Regions from separate parts of the Mus musculus genome. Here all the other regions are linked to region 3. A link is a contact called in public Hi-C and promoter capture Hi-C data. All regions are on one chromosome and are shown on one strand. The core of a region is the stretch at or near the end of the contact, and the rest is flanking DNA. Distances in the headings are between cores, read along the strand shown. Region 1 holds the start of Zfp827 (zinc finger protein 827). Region 2 overlaps Zfp827 (zinc finger protein 827). Region 3 overlaps Smad1 (SMAD family member 1).

Region 1 (3,922 bases), core at 812-3,311, 320 kb after region 3:
GGAAGGGGAAAAAAAGCATAACCCTAGCCCTGTGCGTCGACTCCTTGCATACCGGGAAGGGGGAAGAAAAGAGGAATGTTTGCGGAGCAGACTGCCCGCGCGTGCCCTTGCTCGCCACTCCGGGTGCCACCGCGCCCGCCCGGGCCACAGCAGCCCTGCGGACCCCTCGCGTGGGCACCGCCGCGGAGATTTCGCGAAGGAGAGATCGATCGCGCTCGCCCGTCTGCGGCGGAAACACACACGCTCACACATAACCCGAGACACCATAACCTTAACCCTTCCCCCACCCTCCGTGAACTTCAGGTGACCGACCACGTCGGCCTGACACCCGCGCGGGCAGGCGCTCCGGCTCCGCTCCCGCCCCCAGCCCGGGTTTTGCAGGATCGGGCTCCGAGCAGCGCCAAGCCGCCCCGGAGAGGGGAGCTGAGCAGGGGGGGGGCGGGAGGGGGGAAGAGGAGAAACTGACCCTCCGTCTCCCCCGACCCCTCCCTCCGGCGCCTCCCGCGTCCCCTCCTCCCGCCACCCCGCCCCACGCCTTCTCCCCTGCCCCCTCTCCCCTGCATTCAAGGAGCCCGGCGGCCCCGGGGGGGATATTTTTAGTTGCTTCTTTCTCCTTCACTTTTAGCTTCAGCAGCATCTCGGAACACTCCGAGCGGAGAGCTTGTGGGGGGACGAGGGGGGAGCCCGAGAGGGAGTGGGGGAAAAGTTAAGAGTCTCGCAAAGAAAAGCGGGAGGGCGGCGCGGAGGGACCCGAGGCGCGGGTGGAGGAGGGGACGGGGACCCGGCCGCGCAGCCCGGCGCGAGTCTCCAGTTGGCGTGTGTGGCTAGGGCCAGGAGGGCTGGGATGCACTTTAGTCACGGACTCTGCTCGGGCTGGCGGGGCAGGGGGGTCTGCGAGCCCGCGTCGCCCCGGCTCTGTCTGCTCCGCCTGACCCCGCATTTTATTGCGGCCGGGAGCCCTGCTCCGCCCTCCCCTCGGCTCTGCAGGGACCTCGCGCGCCGCGCGCCGCCCTGGCTGCCTCGCCTCAGCCTCGGCGCGGCTCCCGCACCCCACATCCGCTCGGCTGCCCGGCCTCGCCCCCCGATCGGCCACCCGCGCCCCCCGGCGCCCCCACACCCTCCTCGACCGCCCCTGCCTTCCCCTCCGCCACCGCCTCCACCTCCGCCTCCAGCTCCAGCTGCCCGCGGCTCCGGGGCCGACCCACCCCGGCGCAACCTTTAGCCGGAGACCGACCTCTCCGGTCCCCAGCCCGGCGGGCGGCCGCGCGCCCTCGCCCCGACACCCCCAATCGCCATGTCACGGCCTCGGCCCTGCGCGCGCCCCAACCCCGCACCCTTGTGCACCGGGATCCACACGGAATTTCTTTTTTTTTTCCAAGATTGCAACCTCTCCCACCTCCCCCCACCCGCGACAAAAACCCGGCATCCACACTACTCCCCTCCTCCCTCCTCTCGCCCCCTCCCCCGCAAACCGGAGTGAGGAGGGGGAGGGAAAGGGGGGAAAAGCCCGATCCCAAGGAAAAAAAAGAGGGGGTCGAGAGAAAGAAAGAAAAAGAGAGAGAGAATAGAAAGGGCACGGGGCTGATCATCACCAACATGGCTGCCTCGGCATAGACCTAAACGAGGAGTAACCCGGGCTGTGTCTTTGTCAGTTTCACCTCTGTAACCCTAAACTAATGCAGAAAACAACGGCGGAGGCTGCGGAGGGGAAAGAGGAGAGGGAGGGCGAGAAAATGGCACGAGAGGAGGTGGAGAAGGGATGACTTACGTGAGGGAAGGCGCTTGGGCTGCTCCTGCTTCCTCCTGGGCATTTTCCCCCTTTTCTCACATTCTCCTCCTTGGTTAATGTGAGATCAAATAAACCCCCGTGGGGGCAGACAGGCAGACACTGGCAGGAGCGGGGAGGTAGTTGGGGGGCGGGCAGGGGGAAACCCCTTCTCTCCGGTGTGTGCAATGGGTTGAAGCTTGTTTCCTGGAGCCAGAAGAGGGGTTTTCTTCTTTCCTTTCTTTCTTTCTTTCTTTCTTTTTTTTTCCTTTTTTTTTTTTTTTTTTAATTTTTTGGTCGTGCACCTGGCTTGTCCCCGAGCGTAATATTCTTCAATGGAAACGGATCTAATAGGTGTGAGTGTGTGTGTGTCCTGTGCTCGCGTGTGATGGGAGGTATAAATAAATGAGCGCCGGTGCGGCGGTGTCTATGGCCGCGCGCTGTGTCTCCGAGCCCCTAACACTAATGTCGGGATCAAAGGGCAGCGGCGGCGGCAGCACAGCTCGCAGCTCGCTCTCTCGCTCTCCTCTCGCGCTCTCTCTCTGTCACACACACACACTCACACACACACACAGAGGCACAGACTGAGGGAAAGAGCGAGAGCTAGACACACGCGCGCGCGCATACACACACACACACACACACACACACACACACATACACACACTCAGCAAAGAGGAAGGTGCCCTAAGGCTCTCAGGGCGGACTCAGCCTAGCATTTACAACTGCTCTGTCTGGAAAGCATGGGGGGCGCGCGTGCGGGGGTGGGATGGACTTCTTCGAATTTATCCCGCTAGTCGCCCAATCAAGGGGGGTGGTGGAAAAGTGCCCCCCCCCGCTCTTGAAACATTATTTTACAGATTTTTTTTTAAGGAAATAGGTTGCACTAACCACTTTCTTTTGTGTATTAAACTACGTTTGGTTCTGTATAAAATTCCCCAGGCTTTTGTAACTGAAAGACTGACTCTCTCACCCCATCACCTTGAGTCTGGACGTTACAGACTCTCACATACTCCCTTAAAACAGCCTAATGGAAATAAATCTTTTTTAAAAAAAAAAAAAATGAAAAGATAGCATAGGGTGGGATCAGTGGATGGGTGGCATGGATACCCAATTTTAGAGGGTCCGGTGGAGTTAACACTTGAAAATTCAGCCAAAACTAAAATTACAGGTTCTTGATAAAGAGGGAAAATAAGATTAGGTCACCCCCCGCCCCCCAGGGTTGACTCAACTGCCACGGGTCTATTCCTACAGTGCACACAGTGATCTTGACTTCTGTGATTCACTCCCTGCCTCCCCCCCCACCTCCCCAGAACACAGGTAACTGAGCCTTACCCTGAAGCAATTCTAGTGTGTAGTTTGAGCTCATACAGCAGTCTTCATTAAGCCATATACTTTCATTACTTTAGAAATCACACATCTTGCTTCAAAGAGACACATAAAGAGGGAAAACAGAAAAGGATGCGTCGCCTCACAAAAGGTACTCAGTGAAGGGAACGGGTCTCTCTCTCTCTCTCTGACTGTAAGCCATGTGGATACAAGTTCACTGGGAGGTTGTTAATGATTTAAAACTCCAAAATCTGCTACTATAATTGAAGTAAAAAAAAAAAAAAATTTGGTCTGAAGAAGAGCTGTTTCATAAAACTCTTTGTAAGGGGAAACTTTGAACTTGGTGGAATACATTATATGTCATGAGTCAGAGCTAAAAAATAAAAAGGTGCATTATTTAAACATCTTCCCTTTTGAGGTTTAAAAAATCGACTCATCATCTTATTATGTTAAATATTTTCCTACCAATTTTTTAATAGATGTTTTCATCAGAAGGTGGAGCATAGTGAAGACACAAAAGTTTAAAATGGCATTCCATCAGGTGACATGAGTGACTAATGAGACTTAGAAGTCTCCAGTGGTGTTAAAGAGAGCCACTGGGGTTAGGTTTGGTTACATTTCCTTTAAATGACAATAGCTTTATACTGTTTTCACTAGGAAACTGTAAAGGAGACTGTGTCTCCCAAAAGATGGCTTTCATTAATAGTGAATTCTCAAGATGAACCCCTTCTTGCTGATACCTACCAACATACTTGGCACTCCAAGGTTGCAATGCTATTTGAAGCAGGTTTAAATGCCTTCTGAAACAGTGCAATATCCAAACTGGAA
Region 2 (3,603 bases), core at 484-2,983, 270 kb after region 3:
CTGAATACCAAAAAAAGGGAGACACACTTCAGAGACACCAGCACAAAGCAAGCAAAGGAACTAGGAAGCACAAAACACAAGCCTCGCTTACTCCCCTAGTGCCCACTGAGTAAGAGCCCAAATCCAGGCGGGAGGAAGGGGCGATCCCCATTGTTTCCAGACCCAAGCAGAAGTAACGCTTATTTCCAAAGGAGTACTAAAACAAAACATAAAAATAAAAATAAATAAATAAATAAATTTTAAAAAAAGGGATAAGACAGGGGAAGGGAAGGTGGGAAGGAAGGAAAAAGAAAATTTATCAAAGTGTGAAGTACTAGAGCTCAAGGAACTGTGGAAGCATCTAATCCTACCATCCTATTGTACAGATGGGGAAAGGGGGGACACAACCCTAAGCAAGTACCTGACAGCTTCATGAGAAAATCGGAGGCCATCTTAACCGAGATGTCCTGGCTGAACAATACTGCTGCACTGTTGGACACATACTCGGAGGGGTCTTTCAGCTTTGTGTGGTTGGCGGGCCTGTCGGCAGCATTCAAGGTAAAGGAGGTGGGCAGGCCGTTATCTTCCTTGGGCTCCTCCTTCACCAGCAAAGGTGCAACGCCAGCCCCACCCTGGCCAGTCCTCTCTGGCGTGTTAGACGTCATCACGGTCCCCACTAGCTCTGTCCCTCCTCCTTCCCTCTGCTGCCCCAGGCAGCCACTGTCACTGAGGTGGGGAGATCCCTTGACATCTGGGTCTGGGATCTCCTCCTTCACCTTGGCCTCTGTCCTCAGGAAGTGCTGATGGCAACGCATGTGCAGTTTCAGGCTGAAGTGGCGTGAGGATGTGAAAGGGCACAGCTGGCACTGAAAAGTCTCTCCCCGGTCCTGATGCTGATGAACCTGCCGGAGAAGCAAGAAGAGTCGGACTAGTCACTGTGTGCATGGCCACATGTTCGCCACACGTTCATCACACGTCCGTCACACGTTCGTCACACATTCGTCCCTCAGTTCATACAGGGCCAGGGAAGAAAAGTACCAGAGAGGCTGCTCTCAGTGACGCCCTGGATAAAATAACATCAGTCCGGAAACACAGAGTGGGTCTGTGGAGGTTAGGTCTATCCTGACCCTCTCAATGCTCACTTGGGTAGAATTGTTCTAATGAGCTATTCAATGGATCTTACTTGATAGACCTTGAGAACAAACTTATGTAATCAATAGTTAGGGATCAAAGGGCATAACCTTTCATTCTCTCAGAACAACAATCTTTAGTGCAGATCCAGTGATGGCCACCCAGAGAATTTGCTGGTTTGCCAATACACACACACACACATACACACACACATCTCCAGGGTGTTCCAGCTTCACAGAAGAGGAGATAGAACACCCTCACACCCAAAAGTATCTTGAGCCCAGTTTCATATGAAGAAAGAAAAACAAGAGAAAAGCCATCTGGGCAGGAGGAAACCAAGTTCAAATGTCACTACAGCGTCTAGAAGATGTCCATTGTGAAGTGCAAGGGCAGCCACTCACACACAGCTCCGAACCTGCTTGTACCCAGGACCCGTAAAAAATGGCAAGAGACTTTTCTTTCATCCTGTCGCTACCAGATTTAGTGCTTAAAAGAGTGAGGAACTCATTGGATTGGCCCAAACCTAGCTTCAAGCTGGCAGGTGTTCATAAACTTGTGACTTCCCCATTCATCCCGCCAACGTGCTTCAGTATTGACCTGCTACACCCTGCTATTTCAGGGCTGGCCCTCCTTCATGTTGGGACTGCCAATGGTAGAGATCTGTGCCAAATGATTTGGGGGAGTTGTGTGTGCTCTGAACAAACAAGAACGTAAGCAATTGGCACTTGCAACAAAACTGACGCTCCATAGGTCAGGGGTGACGGGGTGGGATTTGAACCTGGGTCGCGGTAGAGTTAAACGTTCACTTGTCCATCTTCTTGACCACCTGGCCACTCTGCTCATGTCTCCTTTCCAAGAGAATAAGTTTTACTGCAGCTGTTTATGCCTTCTGAATGAAATCCAAAAGCATTCTTCACCAGCCAAAACACACTTTAAATAATGTTAAGCGACCAACAAAAGCAAAGAAATTAAAAGTTAGTTGTGAGGTCCCGCTGCCACAGTGCCCCACTGTGGTGTTCTGCAAAAAACAACACAAGATATTCTGGGCCCTTTGAAGTCTGTGTTTCTCAACAGAAATAGCCATAAAAACTTCTAAAAAAAAACTCCAGTTGTGATGGAGTCCTGCCTGTCAGTGCAAAGGCTTCTCCTGTACCCCAGCAGAGGGCGGAGGTGAGGAAACACCCCATCCATCCCTCCAACAGAGCCCCTTCCTGTTGTTTGCCACAGGAGGACTTCTCTGGGCACTGATCCTTCCATTAGCTTTCTCATAGAAGCTTCCCCACCAGCTTCTCAGCCTGGGTCACTCAGGAAGAGGCCCCGTGGAGGCCTCAGGTCACAAGCTCAAGGGCTCCTGACAGGTGTCAACACAGGCATGCCCAGAACCAGGAGGTAAAGGTCACTGGGCAGGACACTTCATGGCCCTGAGCTCGGTGCCACGGGATGGATTCCACTTCCGAAGCACCCTCACATCTCCCGACCCCAGAGAGGAGGTAAGCCAGGAAGAGAGGCTCCAGCAGCCACTCTGGGAGGAGAAATGGGACAGAGGAGCTCTGATTCCAAAATCAAAGAGGGATGGGGGTGGGGCCCTCACTGAAAAGAGGCACCATGTGCAAGATTCCTTGAGGTTCCTTTTCCACAGTAGCCTAACCTTGTTGTGCTCCGTTTTAGGCAATTTAGAATAAGTTGAAAGGCAAAACTGGGTTCACATTGGCACTTGGAATTTTATTTGAGCTAATGTGGCTTAGTGTGGACTTTGAGAGAAATACTGTCCCCACCACCTGGCCCTTGCATCACCCTCCTCTCCTGACAGAAGAGAGCTTTTCTGTTATAATTTTGATTCTCTTGAGCCAACACATGCTTTGAAGTTCCTCTTGAACCTCTGTAGAGAAGAAATGCTGGCCTATAGCACGATAGGCTCGCTGGAGTATCTCACAGGTGTCACTGATGTGCCATCAATGCCATTTCTAGGGTAATAGATGTGGGACACTTGGGTTCATGCACTTTAAGGTTTGGAGAAATTCTGGAGAGTATCTAGACTCAACCTCCTTATGGAACCAGGCCAGGCAGCTGAGGGTCTCCTGAGTGCTCACAGCTCTCTAAATGGCAACTGGGGAAGGGCAGAACTTCCATGTGACCCCTGGCCTAGGTCCTTTCCATGACTAATGTGTGCTCTTCATCTTCTCAGCCCTCTTTGCCTCTTCCATTCAGTTTGAGCCTCCAGTTCTCACACACAATTCCTGTATGCTTGCTCTCCTGGGGAAGTCGTATACTTCATGAGACGTAAGACAGCCCTGAGGGATCTGGAAACATTTCCAAATCCTTTATGTAGCTAGTCATAAAAAGCACTTTCACAATACCTTATGGAGGAAACAAAAGCTTCCAAAGAAAACTGTACAGTGTCCAGGCCAGCGTGTAAGGACACAGTAAGTACTGAATTTGTTGAACAAATAAAGTTGAATCTCTTATTTTTCTGACATAGACCAATATAATCAA
Region 3 (3,913 bases), core at 1,034-3,533:
AGTAGACACACACACACACATATACACACACAATGCGTGCGCTGGCACCTCGTCTATTTTATAGCTCTTATCCATCACTGGAACAATGGTGCGTTTTCCCGTTCTGCACTCATGCCTCACTTTGTTACCAGAAGAATTTACAGGATGAGAATGTATCCCTCTCCCCTCAAAGAATTTACAATTGAACTGAAATTCACCTTCCCTCCTTGGGGAGGGGCCTGGTCGTCACCACCAGCTCCATTTCAGCCCAGTAATGAGCTGGCGGATGGCCCCACACACTTCTCAGGACCACAGTGGCATGTTGAGTGGGAGCAGAGAAAAGCAGATGCTAGAATCCCTGAATCCCGCCCCAGACACCAGGCACACTACCGCATGCCAAGAGGTGCCATGCTGCCCTGGCAAGGTCTCCCATCCGCTCAGTAACTTCTGGGAGGGGCCTCCGGCAAGCACTCAGCCCAGGGGTGAAGCAAGTTGAAAGTAAAAGCCACGTGACTGCTGACTAGGTTTTATTTTGTTCCTAACCCCACTTTCAGTGAAACGAGAGGTGCCTTGGCCTGAGTCAGAGTTGCTGATGTTTTTTCAAGACTTAACTATTATGCTGTCCGTATGGTAGTGTGAGGGCAACAGCATGCCCTGTTCATATGTGTTCAGACCCACAGACTAACCAAGAACAAGCCCTGACACCAGCTCTGGATTCGGGACGATGATGTGTCCATGTAGGCTCCTGAATTATACTGAGTACACCAATCTGATGGCAGATCTCTGTGATGGGAGGATGTACGGAAAGTCTCTGTGCCAACTTTGCAGTGACCCAAAACGTTGGCTCCAAAAATAAATACCCTTTATAAAACCCTTAGCTGTACAGTTAAGTAAATTGGAACATACATGAATCAGTGATTGTGTTTTGAAGTTTCCTTTATAGGTGCTCTGTGTTTTATGGGTCTTGGTCATCGTTAGATGTTGGGAGTCAACAAGCGAAGAGTGTGAGAGAGGAGCCTCTATCTGACCCAGTTTTGGAATTTTTATTTGGGGAGCAAGATACCCTGTGTGGACCCTGTATCTGTACTGATGAGATTAGCTCTAATACCCCAAATAGAGACCATACTTTTAAGATTTTTTTTCCTTTTAAACAGCTTTTAAAATGTTCCCTGTTAGAGCCAATTTAAAATCTCCTTGTATAGTCAAAGGAAAAAAATGATGGCTTTTTTCCTGTTGTCACCTATGGTGGTTTTCCCAGAGCAAGGGTCAGCAAACTACAGCCTGCAGACAGATCAGCCCTCTGTCTGTTTTTATAAATAAAGCTTTATTAGAACACAGCTGTGCCCATTTGTTACATATTATCAATGGCTGTTTTCGTGTGATACAAAGGCATAATGGAATAGTTGTGCTAAAGACCATATGCCCCACAAAATCTTTCTGGCCTTTTATAGGAAAAAAATGTGTCTGAGTCTAAACTAGATGAATAGCATTTCTAACAGCACTAAGAGCTGATAAAAGGCTTGTGTGACTGTGGCCACAGCCGCCTTTGAGGTTTGGCACTTGTGAATCACTAAAGCTTTGCTTGAAGAACAGTGGAGTAACAGGGGGGAACTGTTTAGAAAACAAGCGAAATAGTTTATTTTCAGCTAAGCCACTTAAGTATAAAATGTAACTGAAGAAGAACATGGAAGCCCTTCTTTTTTTTCTTTTTTTTTTTTTTTTACCATGTCTGCTGAATTTTCTTTGCATTTCTTCCCCTTTGTCATGAGGCCCCATGAGGTTGAGATCAGTAATTACGTTGGCAATAGTGTGGTTTGTATGCCTGGGGTCTCAAAGGCGGGTTAAAGGAGGTTTGCTGCAGAAAGGATTCATCTCCCAACCTTTTGGTTGAAAGCATTTAGAAGTGTTTTCTGTTTGGAGATTCGTCAGGCTTAAGAGATCGGACTTAACAAGCTGCATCCTGTCGGTGAAGCTGGGTAGTTTCCATTGTTGGCCCATTCTGGGAAGCGAGAGACAAAACACACCTGCTCGGCATGACTTAGAGCAAATAGAAGGAAGTTAGCATGGAGTCTGGATGAGAGAGATATGATTCACTGAGGGAGAATGGCCAGCTGGCAAGATTTCTTCCTGAGCTAGAATCACAGCAGAACTGCAGCCCTGGCCATCACTGGCTCCTGTGGAGCCAGGCAGCCTCTCCAGGATAGGCAGAAGTTGGTTTTGGTGCTTTGGGAAAGCAGAGGCTTACCAAGGCTCTCCCAAAGCAGCTCCCTCCCACACCAGCCCTGCTGGCACACCTCCAGGCCCCTCTTGTTCCTGAGCCACTTGGTTTTTCATTGGTCACTTGTATTTCTCGTAGGTGGTGTGCCCACAAGAGTGATTCCTATTATTCCTGTATGTTAATGAGCAAGTAATAGATCGTTAGTATTCAGCAGACGCTGCTGCTGGGCTTGCTTAGCTGGTATTTTGGTTTTCTGCTAATCATTGGAGAAGATTGTTCCCCAATTAAAGGAGAATGCACCTTTAATAAGAAGTACTTCAGCTCTCAAAAAATGATACATGCGATCATTGTAGTCGCCCTTGCATGTCTTCTCTGTGTGGTGCCCAGCCAGGTTTACAGTGCGGTTTCAGTTTGGGGATGCTCCAGGCGCAAACCTTGAGCAACACAACCTCTTCTTCCCTTCTTACAGATGTTCAGGCAGTTGCTTACGAGGAACCAAAACACTGGTGCTCTATTGTGTACTATGAGCTCAACAACCGTGTGGGTGAAGCGTTCCACGCCTCGTCCACCAGCGTGCTGGTGGATGGTTTCACAGATCCGTCCAACAATAAGAACCGCTTCTGCCTTGGCTTGCTCTCCAACGTTAACCGGAATTCCACTATTGAAAACACCAGGCGACATATTGGGAAAGGTGAGCTTTCCCTTTTCTCTGCTTGCAAACGTTCGTCTCTTATTCCTCTAGAAGTGACTCAGTCATTCCTGTGGCAAATGCCAGTGAATGTTCAGACACTGCTATTTGAAGACATTTTCCAATTCATATTATTGAAGACTGTGCTAATTGATGATCTTAGTGGTTTTTTCAACTCTGATAATGTTGTTAGGAATTAGTGCATAGTGTGGCTTGCTACTGTGGGCAGTACTCTGATGTTTTTGTTATAAAAATATCTTATTAAGAATTTTTACATTTATTGCCTATGTGTGCATGCGCCTGTGTGCATGTGTACGTGTGTGCTCGAGGGTCTTGATCAGAGGACAGTCAGGGAGTCGGTTCTCTCCTTCCATCCTGTGGCCATCAGAAATCAAACTCAAGTCATCAGCTTGGTGGCAAGCACTCTCCCCATTGAGCCACGTCGCCATCCCACCTGTCTTTCTTAATAGACTTAATTATTTATTAGTGGTAAATTAGAACAGTTCTGTAACGTTTACATGCATTTACTATATGATTAAGCAAATGGCTAAACGTGTAGGTAGGTGCTCAGCTCAGCTTTGCCTGCGAAGTAAGGAGCATGCAGTCATGAAGGAGTGTGGCATCCCTTGGAAGTGTCGGTATAAAATCATAAATTAATGACATGGTGTGTGTTTATATGCTGTTGTGCATGTCTATATGTGAGCCTGTCTATATGTGACCCTCTGAACATGCAGGTAGTTTTTCTACCCTGTGTACCGAAAGGGCAAAGAAGCAAAGATACAAAGTATTGACAAGCACATGCCTAGGGTCCATATCATTGCTGCTAATATCTGTCCCCACTGAGGGAGATGGTGGCTGCCTCCAAAGCTGGGACGAGGCAAGCCCGGAGGATCTCCTGTGAGAGAATGGGAAGGAAGGATTCAGAAAGCCACAGCCACGGGTGCCTCTTGGCATTCAACTCCCACCTCACAGCTCAGTAACCAGAATCTATCTGTCCTTTGGTCTCCATGGTGGGTGTGTTCTGAGAC

The links. Hi-C and Micro-C count contacts between places; a contact is called where the count stands out from the background. Capture Hi-C pulls out chosen DNA fragments and counts their contacts.
Region 1: a Hi-C map of uterus shows a contact between it and region 3, with 3 times the contacts expected there. The contact joins the promoter of Zfp827 here to the enhancer-like site in region 3. A contact is called at or near these places in 1 of 39 promoter capture datasets (pre-B cells), 1 of 484 Hi-C or Micro-C datasets (uterus) and 6 of 115 datasets of contacts at active chromatin or transcription factors (the NIH/3T3 cell line, embryonic forebrain, embryonic limb bud and 2 more).
Region 2: a contact with region 3 is called in a promoter capture Hi-C map of adipose tissue. The contact joins two enhancer-like sites. A contact is called at or near these places in 3 of 9 other capture datasets (adipose tissue, embryonic stem cells and liver).

Annotation. Positions count from the first base shown.
Region 1 is chr8:79,026,576-79,030,497 of GRCm38.p6, reverse strand. Zfp827 (zinc finger protein 827) reads right to left here and starts at 2,061. Exons shown (of 15, transcript NM_178267.3): 1 at 1,769-2,061. The coding sequence starts at 1,811.
Region 2 is chr8:79,073,336-79,076,938 of GRCm38.p6, reverse strand. It overlaps Zfp827 (zinc finger protein 827), which reads right to left. Exons shown (of 15, transcript NM_178267.3): 4 at 401-881. Among named protein-coding and RNA genes, the nearest start is that of Zfp827, 47 kb to the right of the region's middle. Within about 2 kb of position 1,733, at least 9 of the 459 cell types and tissues checked have an H3K27ac peak or open chromatin away from gene starts, as enhancers often do. A contact at or near this core is called in adipose tissue, where this site is marked.
Region 3 is chr8:79,348,566-79,352,478 of GRCm38.p6, reverse strand. It overlaps Smad1 (SMAD family member 1), which reads left to right. Exons shown (of 7, transcript NM_008539.4): 5 at 2,667-2,888. Among named protein-coding and RNA genes, the nearest start is that of Smad1, 49 kb to the left of the region's middle. Within about 2 kb of position 2,283, at least 103 of the 459 cell types and tissues checked have an H3K27ac peak or open chromatin away from gene starts, as enhancers often do. A contact at or near this core is called in adipose tissue, forebrain and uterus, where this site is marked.